Regions from separate parts of the Danio rerio genome. Here all the other regions are linked to region 3. The links are chromatin contacts, called in public Hi-C and Micro-C maps. All regions are on one chromosome and are shown on one strand. Each heading gives the region's core, a stretch centred on a gene start, on an enhancer-like site or on the middle of the called end of the contact. The rest is flanking DNA. Distances are from core to core; before and after follow the strand shown. Region 1 has its middle 14 kb from the start of vdac2. Region 2 overlaps zfand4 (zinc finger, AN1-type domain 4). Region 3 overlaps marchf8 (membrane-associated ring finger (C3HC4) 8).

Evidence for each region. Hi-C and Micro-C count contacts between places; a contact is called where the count stands out from the background.
Region 1: a Hi-C map of an unstated tissue shows a contact between it and region 3, with 2.0 times the contacts expected there. The contact joins two enhancer-like sites. A contact is called at or near these places in 3 of 18 Hi-C or Micro-C datasets (caudal fin, hematopoietic stem cells and an unstated tissue).
Region 2: a contact with region 3 is called in a Micro-C map of caudal fin, with 5 times the contacts expected there. The contact joins two enhancer-like sites. A contact is called at or near these places in 1 of 18 Hi-C or Micro-C datasets (caudal fin) and 1 of 4 datasets of contacts at active chromatin or transcription factors (caudal fin).

The regions. Positions count from the first base shown.
Region 1 is chr13:19,727,841-19,730,891 of GRCz12tu, forward strand. It overlaps a transcript of vdac2 not described here. Among named protein-coding and RNA genes, the nearest start is that of vdac2, 14 kb to the left of the region's middle. Within about 2 kb of position 1,356, at least 5 of the 62 cell types and tissues checked have an H3K27ac peak or open chromatin away from gene starts, as enhancers often do.
Region 2 is chr13:20,041,385-20,044,463 of GRCz12tu, forward strand. The region is part of intron 2 of zfand4 (zinc finger, AN1-type domain 4); the gene reads right to left. Among named protein-coding and RNA genes, the nearest start is that of zfand4, 13 kb to the right of the region's middle. Within about 2 kb of position 1,472, at least 6 of the 62 cell types and tissues checked have an H3K27ac peak or open chromatin away from gene starts, as enhancers often do. A contact at or near this core is called in caudal fin, where this site is marked.
Region 3 is chr13:19,867,698-19,870,683 of GRCz12tu, forward strand. All of the region lies in intron 2 of marchf8 (membrane-associated ring finger (C3HC4) 8), which reads right to left. It also overlaps a transcript of vdac2 not described here. Among named protein-coding and RNA genes, the nearest start is that of marchf8, 130 kb to the right of the region's middle. Within about 2 kb of position 1,659, at least 9 of the 62 cell types and tissues checked have an H3K27ac peak or open chromatin away from gene starts, as enhancers often do. A contact at or near this core is called in caudal fin, where this site is marked.

The DNA of each region.
Region 1 (3,051 bases), core at 106-2,605, 140 kb before region 3:
CTAAAGCATCTCAGAAGATCCGATGTTTAAAAGGGAGCTGCAGAGCTGTGAGTTAGTAGTCAGCTGCTAAAAGCCCCTAAAATGTTTATATTACTATGTTGTTGTTGTTGTTTTTAGAAATGAACCGACTCCTTTAGTTTACCTTTTAAATTAAAACAATTTTTTATTTTAGGAACTATGCAAACAATTAAAATAAAGATAACACTTGACAATAAGGTTGTATTAGTCATTGCAATTACTAACATGTACAAACACTGAACAACACGTTCATTACATTATTTGTTGATGTTAGCTAATAAATGTGTTTTATGTTTATAAATGTGTTCATGTTCATTGTAAGTTCATATTAACATTGCTAACAAGCATTGATTTGGATTTTAAGGCATTAGCCTACTGCAGTATGATTAATAAATGCTCTAAAAATATTTTTAATGTTAGTAAATGCAATAATTGATGAAATGAAATATTATTGTAAAGTGTGAACCAAATAAAAATGACTATATACCTGTACATGCCTTGTACACTTGTATATTTGGATTCACTACTTACTTGTATTTTTAAATATATGTATTATTTGTTTTTTGTTCTGTCTCTGTAATTCTGTTCCACTGTAGATGCTCTGTCAGGAAAACAAATTCCTCATATGTGTGAACATACCTTGCAATAGTGTATATACGCAAGTATGCAGAAGGACTTTTAATTTGTCAGTAACTTGGGTTAAGCGCTTTCAGTAAACTGTATGCCATTACAAAAGTGACGCGTTTAAGTTCTGTTTTCTTTTAAAATCGGTGATCTCCACTTGCTGATTGATATCCGATATAAAGTGAGTCTCAGATTGTACATGCAGCACTGCATTAAATTACATTTTTCCTCACCATGTCTTTAAAATATGAACATTTATTTTACCCCAGTATATTCAATGGAGCTATTGCGCTAGCCTGCCGATCCTTACGGGTGCGTGCGAGAAAAAGGCTTTTTGTTTTACGATTGAGTAACTAAATAAATGCCAAAGTCTATTTAACTGATTGTATTTTAATTACAATACAGCATCGATGCTGTAAAAGGAACCGTATAAAATGGAAAAAAGTCACATTAATCATTCACCAGAAGTTTATCAGTAAGGGAAGAAACACTAGCTCTGCATACACCCTATAAAGCTCTTTCTGATTATAAAGGCAAAGACTATGTAGGCAAAAGTGTAAAACAACATTTTGGAAAACTTTTTTACCTATCATAAGACACAATTATATACGAGCAAAACACTTTTACCAGTCCTTAAACAAATGTACAATGACAGATTCTTTACACCGGAAAATATCGGCTCGTGTGTGACTTTGTAGATACAGTCCACAATCAAGGCACAGCATATGTTGACTGATAAAGATATCAAAACTGAACTCAACATGTAGTCTTGAACAGCTCAGTTAGATAGGTCGACACTCATGCTGAACTTTCTGACTTGGGATCATATGTCCCATGTCATTATATACTTTTCTGCTACACATATTAAAATCAATAATGTTTACAACGACACTGACACCAAGTAATAAGTAATAATGTTTATTTGGTATGGGCATGTTTTGTTGCTGTGAAAAAGTGACAAATCTGCCAATCTCTTAAGCATTCCCTAACATATTGAACACATTGATGCAGTATGTCTAGTCTGCGCCCTTTAGAAACTCCAAACACCGACCACATGTAAAGCAAAAACGCGTTAGGCTGCTTATGTGTTTGCTGCAAAACATCCCTAGACCTCAGTCCATGCTCGGTCACCATAAATTTTATTTACGGCATGTACTCAACAACACGAATTTACTGCGCTCACCACCAACGACAACACCACCTTTCACCGCATCACTTCCGGTTTATGATACATTCCTTTTCCCTAAAAAATCTGTCATTGTTTTATTTTGGGACTGGTAAAAGTGTTTTTAATATATAATTGTCTTATGATGGGTAAAAATGTTTTACAAAATGTACATTTTTCTCAAGCTTCGCAAAAGTGTTTCACACTTTGTATTGTTGTAACGACTATTAATATAAACCAACACATTTTTTTCATAGTCCATAACAGGCATGGGCCAGTAAAAGATTATGACGGTATGATATCCTTGCATGAAAATATCTCGTTATTGTGATTACTGCTCCAAAATAAGGTATTTTTAGGGGGCTTTCACACCAGTTAATCGATTGTTTTGTTTCTAAACAGGGATTAAAATTGTTACAATGTTGCTTTTTGTGCTTGGTGTGGTTCGCTTTCCGACGGCAAAGTTTCTAAACAGACCAAAATAGCTAAAACAAGTCGCGTGCGAGTGTTTATTTTGCAGAATCCCACTCAGCTATCATGCATCCTTATTTTAATTTATGGCATTGAGCAATAAAATAAAAAAGTGCTTTAATTTTGAATGGTGATACCCACAGACATCATCACCAAATAAATCAGAGGTAAGACTTTTTTATACAAAACCGATGTCTAGAATTATGCATTATAGGCTTTACAGAGAGAAATAGCAGATAAACCAAGACTGCAGTTCAGTCATGTGGTCAGTGGTGTGAAGTAACTAATTACAAATACTCAAGCTACTGTAACTGAGTAGTTTTCACAGGAGTTGTAATTTACTAAGTAATTTAAAAATGTGTACTTTTACTTTTTTTAATTACTGCAAACTGTTTGGAAGCATTAAAAAAATGCCCAAAAATTGTCAAAAATTTTTACACGCATTGACCCAGAGACTGTTTAGATGCATGTCACTGATGAGAATATGATGGATGTTTACTGTATGATGACCGAAATGGCCTTAAACACCCATAGGCACAAGACGTCAACATGATGTCAGATTGACATTGTACCGTAAAGTCATGGAGACGTTGCATTTTGTTTGGAAAATTGGGTTGACGTCAATGTCCAGTGTCTAACCTAAATCCTACAAAATATCAATATCTAATGATGTTGCAGCTTGACGTTGTGTGGACGTTACCACGATGACGTCTATCAGACATTGGATTTTGGTTGCCAAACCCGATGAATAAATGTCAGTATTTGATGTCAAT
Region 2 (3,079 bases), core at 222-2,721, 170 kb after region 3:
TTATCTTCATGCATCATCTTTGCTTCAAATTACAAAAAAAAAAAATGATTCACCGCTTATGTGAGGTGTTTCTAATGCATAGTCTATAGGGCGGAGTATAAATTTATTTGACGTTATTCACTCCCTTGGTTATCAGTCTCCCACATTTATTTTTCCTTTTTCTGAACAACAACATCCAGTAGTTTTTCTTTTATTATTTAAACAAATAAGATTGTAAAAAAAATATTTGGTGTACTCTCCCATTCACTGCAATCTGAGTTTACCTAGCTGTGAAGCCTTCCACTACTGAAAAACCCGGAAATGTAACTATTTGTATAATATGACTGTTATTTTACATTGATTGTCAATTTCTAACCTTGAATACTGTTAGACTCTTCAGAAAATCATAAAGCACTGTTTATTTATTTATTTTTGCTTGTTATTTTTAAGGCGTACTTTTTGCAGATGCACCGCATAGAAAAAGACTTTATAATCCCAGTTGACCTAAATGAATAAAAATTTCCCAAATAGAGCTATTTAAAACATCAAAATGTTCATATGAATGTCTTATCATACATTTTATTCATATCACAATATATAAATCGCAGCAAAACAAAATATTGCAGTGTCAGATTTTTCCAATATTGTGCAGCCCTACTTCAGTGTCACATGATATTTTAGAAATTATTCTAATATGATGATTTACTGATCAAGAAACATTTATAATAATAATAATTATTATTATTATTATTATTTTATTTAATATATTTTTATATTATTATTAAATACTTTGTGGAAACAGCTTTTTTGCAGGATTATCTGATTTAATTTTGTTACAATTAATACGATTATTATTATTATTATTATTATTAGTAGTAGTAGTAGTAGTAGTTGTAGTAGTAGTAGTAGTAGTAAGAGTAGTAGTAGTAGTAGTAGTAGTAAGAGTAGTAGTAGTAGTAGTAGTAGTAGTAGTAGTAGTAGTAGTAGTAGTAAGAGTAGTAGTAGTAGTAGTAGTAGTAAGAGTAGTAGTAGTAGTAGTAGTAGTAATAGTAGTAGAAGAAGAAATAAAAATAAAACATTTTTGCTGTCACAATTTAATGCATCCTTGCTAATTACAAGGGGAAAAAAGTGTGTCGTCTATTTATCTGCAGCCTACAAGTTAGAACAATGATATTTAACCTGTGATCTATCTATAATTGTACCTAACAAATGTTTCTTAGGCATAAGGAGTCTTAAAGGAATATTTATTAAACTTTAACCAAGTTAAAGTAGGCCTAGCTCTTTAAGTCTTTTTTGATGATATTACTCCCTATTATCAGAAATACTTACTAACACAAACAATACTTTACCACTGATCTTCTAGAAACATTTAACCATGAATGCAGTGAAACTGTTCAATCATTTTAGTAAATACTCATAGAAAAAGGCCACCAGCAGATCAAACACGACTCAGATCTGCCCCCCTGTGTACATCAAATAAACCAACAACCATGTCAGCTCTAAATCTAGCAAATATCCCAGTGGTCAGGATATATAATGTTCAAAACTTTACAACATTTTCCTTTGTTAATATAGTTGTTCAAACTTCAGTCTGCCAAAATGCTTGTACATTACATAAAACTCAGCTTAGTTACCATCTAAATTTTTTAGTGCCTGTGATTAAGCCAATCGACGTGCCTTTATCAGGTGTAAAGTGCAATAAGACACCAGAACGCACCCATGCAACACAAAACTGGTGTCCATTCCCTTGAGGAGTAGTTTTCAAGACAGGACGAGCGAGGAGTGTGAAGACAGCCTGAAGTGGTCAGAGCGGTTAGTGTATGTGTGTGTGACCAACATGCCCACTGTTTCCAGATTTGGAAAATGACTTGCCTAGTCATGCCCGTCAAACTATACAATCTCCATTTGTGTAATCTTAAACAATCTTAAAGTTGGCATAAAATTAAATTTTTATTTTTTATAAACATAATTGCAGTGTTTTATTTTACAAATGATGTACATTTTGGAATTTAAGCACCTCATAAGCTTCAAGCACAACATCTCTTCTTATCTCTGATCATGTTTAGGGGTCTGAGGGGGGATCAACTGTCACTCACATGGGATCGACCAATAGCAAACCGCATAATACAACAATTCAATCGATGACTTATGGACAAAATCAAATCCTATCCTAGATGTCTTCTTGTTTGAGTAGCTTTAGCTTGATAAAAACCAGGGGTACCCAAACTTGGTCCTAGAGGGCTGGTGTCCTGCATATTTTAGTTCCAACCCCAATTAAACACACCTGAGCCTGTTAATCAAGCTCTTTTGAGGTACACTAGAAACTTCCAGGCAGGTGTGTTGAAGGAAGTTAGAGCTATACTATGCAGGACACCAGCCCTCCAGGACCGAGTTTGAGCACCCCTGATATAAACAGATAAGCCAAAACGCATGACAACTTTCCTCGAATGCTGTTGGTCCACCATATGCTACAAAACAGCGCCTATTCCAACATGACATGAGATGCATCCCAAATGACACACCATAAACCCTGCACTTATAGACTCAACTATGTAGAGTATGAATTTAGTGTTGTCCCATATGGAAATTCCTACCATTTCCCAGTTAATAATTAAAGCCCTTAACTGTTAGTCCCAATTTTATAAACATAGACGTGAAAATGAGATGCTCAATAAATGTCTGCAAATGATTTTCAACACTTTAATTGCAGACTTAAGCTTGGTCTTATTTTAAAGAAGACACTTGTCAGATTTTACGAGGTGAAAAAAAAATTTTTTTTAGGTTATTTGCCTGTAACCTTATAAAAAAAAAAAAAAAAGAATTTACATTGTATTATATTATAAAAAATATGTATTTTACAAAACCTGTTTTTGCCTAATTGAATTATTAAAAAACAATAGTAATAAAATTAAATAATTAGCCTAAAAATTAAAGCTAAATGTTTTAACAAACATTAAGTAGACACCTTAAATACAGCTTTCAGTAGCATTTTGCTTGGCCTGAGTACCAAACATCACCACCAGATGATATACAGTTTACATTGGCAACCATACTGTATACAGTTGAAGTCAGATTTATTAGCTCCCCTTTGAATTTTTTT
Region 3 (2,986 bases), core at 409-2,908:
CAGGGTGAGAATGTGGAAAAACCTGAAAACGCAGATTTTCTGCAGTTCTTTTTAAAACTGTTGGTTGAGTTTAGAGAAGTGGGTTGGCGGGTCAATCGGTGCTTTTGAAAAAACTATTGGTTGGGTTTAGGGAAGGAGAGGGAGGGTCAGTTGATTGGTCAGTCAGTCAAATAGTTGAAACAGCGGTCTCTGGCACAGCAGGTGCGAATAGGCATGGACCGGTATAAGATTCTGACGGTATGATAACCTTGGGTGAAAATATCTCAAGTATACAATATGACAGTATTGTGCTCACTGCTCTAAAATATATTCAATTTAATTGTCTGGGTAAAAAAACTAAACATCTAAACCCCTTTGACCACAACCTTTTTTTTTTTTTTTATATATTTTGGAGCAGTAAACATGTCAGGCTAAATAATCTAATTGAAATCATTGACTTCTGCTGTCGTCATTAGTTTAAAACACTGATTTCTTTACAATTTATAATGGTTTTGATATATATATATATATATATATATATATATATATATATATATATATATATATATATATATATATATATATATATATATATATATTTTTTTTTTTTTTAAAACAAAAAAAGAATTAAATAAAAAATCTTACACATATCTTAGGAACGCTATTACAGAAAATTTTGGCGGTTTTGAAACTTTGACTTTTCCAAACAGCGATATACCATGAAAACGGTTATCGTCCCATGCCTATGTACGAATGGTACTTGCGAGAGAAATTTGAGGTATGGGATGTTTTTGGTGCTCTTCAGAAATGTATATAGAGGTACATTTTTAGAAAGAGCCTGGGATGAATTTTTGATAACTCTATGTAACTGTCCCATTGACAGCTTCAATCCGAAATATGCCATTTTGGTGACTGTAACATTAAATTCAAATGAGAGTGTACAAAATGCCTATGCATCAGCATAGTTCAGATTCAAAGGAGGACTACAATGTTATCTCTGTGAAAATCTGAAAATGTCAAAACAAGTGTCAAGAAGGTCAACTATTTGCCCATTTCCACTGAGTGGTACGGTACGGTATGGTTCAGTACAGGTCACCTTTATCAGACTTGTGTCTCCACTGCCAAAGGGTACCAATGGTACTCCAATGATGTATGACAGAAAGTTGAAATTTACGTCATTCTCGAGGAAATGTCAAGGTAAAGCTGTATGGGTTGTTCACTTATCATATTAGAAGCATTTCTCTCAAAACAGATGCTTTATACACAAAAAAATACTTGTGTATAAATGTTCATTACTAACCTTTCTGTGAACATGATTAATAGTCTGGAGAATTTTTGGGACACCATTACAATATCATCTCACGACTGGGGCCAACATCTGAAGCACAAGTCATTTATAGAGGTTAACCAATAATTTCTCTGATATCAATCACTATACCATTAAACAATTAACCCCACAGTACTCCACAAGGCAACTATTGGTGCTGATTAATCAGTAAAAACAATATATTGCTTAACCTTTATTAATTAAGGCACCTTTATTAAAACTCCAAGAAGAAAGGTCAGAATGTTCGGTACACGCTGTCCTTCAGAAGTGCTGTGATGTTGTGTCTGAAATGTTGTAACTGAGCTCTGCCAGTAATCTTTTCACAGGCTAACTTTCCAGCAGGAAGTGAAATGGCACGTACTGTAGTTGTGCAAACTCGTCCATCTGACTGATTCAGGCTGTATGAAAGTGAAACGACACTTTACAGTAGACTCATATCAGAACTAAGGCTCAGCTTACTAACTGATGTCTCATTACGGTACAAGTAGATAATGACAGATATAGACACCAAGAAACATAAATACTTTGACTCAGCTAGAGGCCTGGGTTGGGACTATGTGAGTTTCAGTACAGTCCGCAGACTGCATTTTAAGGATCCAGATTGGGTAATTAATTAAGATCAGTCATGAGGCTCACAGGGGAGAATCTGCAAGGAACTGCAGCGATTATGTGCGACTGAATTGCCCATCGGTTCAAGGCCACACAGATGAAAATGGCTTAAATAGTGTGTCTCCAGGGTGGAAATAGCTAGGCTCACTTCCCATCAGCCAGAGTCATTTACTGTAAAACAAAATCAGTGACTTTCGGTTCCTATATTAAACTTTGTTATTTATGATAAGAAATGCAGTGAAATGTGTGAGATTCTGAGACCCGGGGCACTTTAGTATGAGGAAAGACTTCACAAAAATGTTCAGACAAGAAAATACAGGAATAGAAAGAAGCAACTGAGTAAAATGTAACATTTGGAAGGGAATCAGGATCTCTATTGCTTCGCTTTGGTGTTTGTGTCCATATTGAATTCCTAAAAGCAGCACCCTACAGGCTAAATGGCAACTCACAGAGAGCTTGTTTTTCCCTTCTAATGTGCAACTCTTCCATTGTTTTCTTATGTAAACATGCACCTGATAGATGTGCATGACCGTTAAGGCATGTTCACACCGAGCACTATAACTATAAATATCATGATAAAAATATTTGCAATCCCACAGATGAATGATAACGATCTCTTTATTTTTAGATTGTCCTTGTTGTGCTACAAGCACATCTGTTAAGTGAATATAGCTTTTCCAATCAATCCAGTCAAATGGTGAACTTAGGGCGTACTCACACCATGCTATCCGAACCGTGCTCAGGCCCGTTTCCCGGATTGTTTGAGAAGTGTGAGTGCTCTGAATCGAGCTCAGGCACAGTTCACTTGACCAGCCCTGGCCAGGTTGGAAGAGGTGAGTGCGGTTCACTTGGGCTTTGAAACTGAAAGGGAGACGTGACTTTTAGGGACTGTTTCATATGTGTTTATTAATCATTCTTTTTGTTCAATAAACGCAAATTGTCGTAATTTATTAAAGACGCAAACCCCTCTCTGCACGACAGCAGCCACCCTGCACCCAGCTGACCCCTTCAGCAAACCTCCTAATTGCTGCAGCACGAGGACTTTGATTGTTTATGAGCGTCAAAAATGGC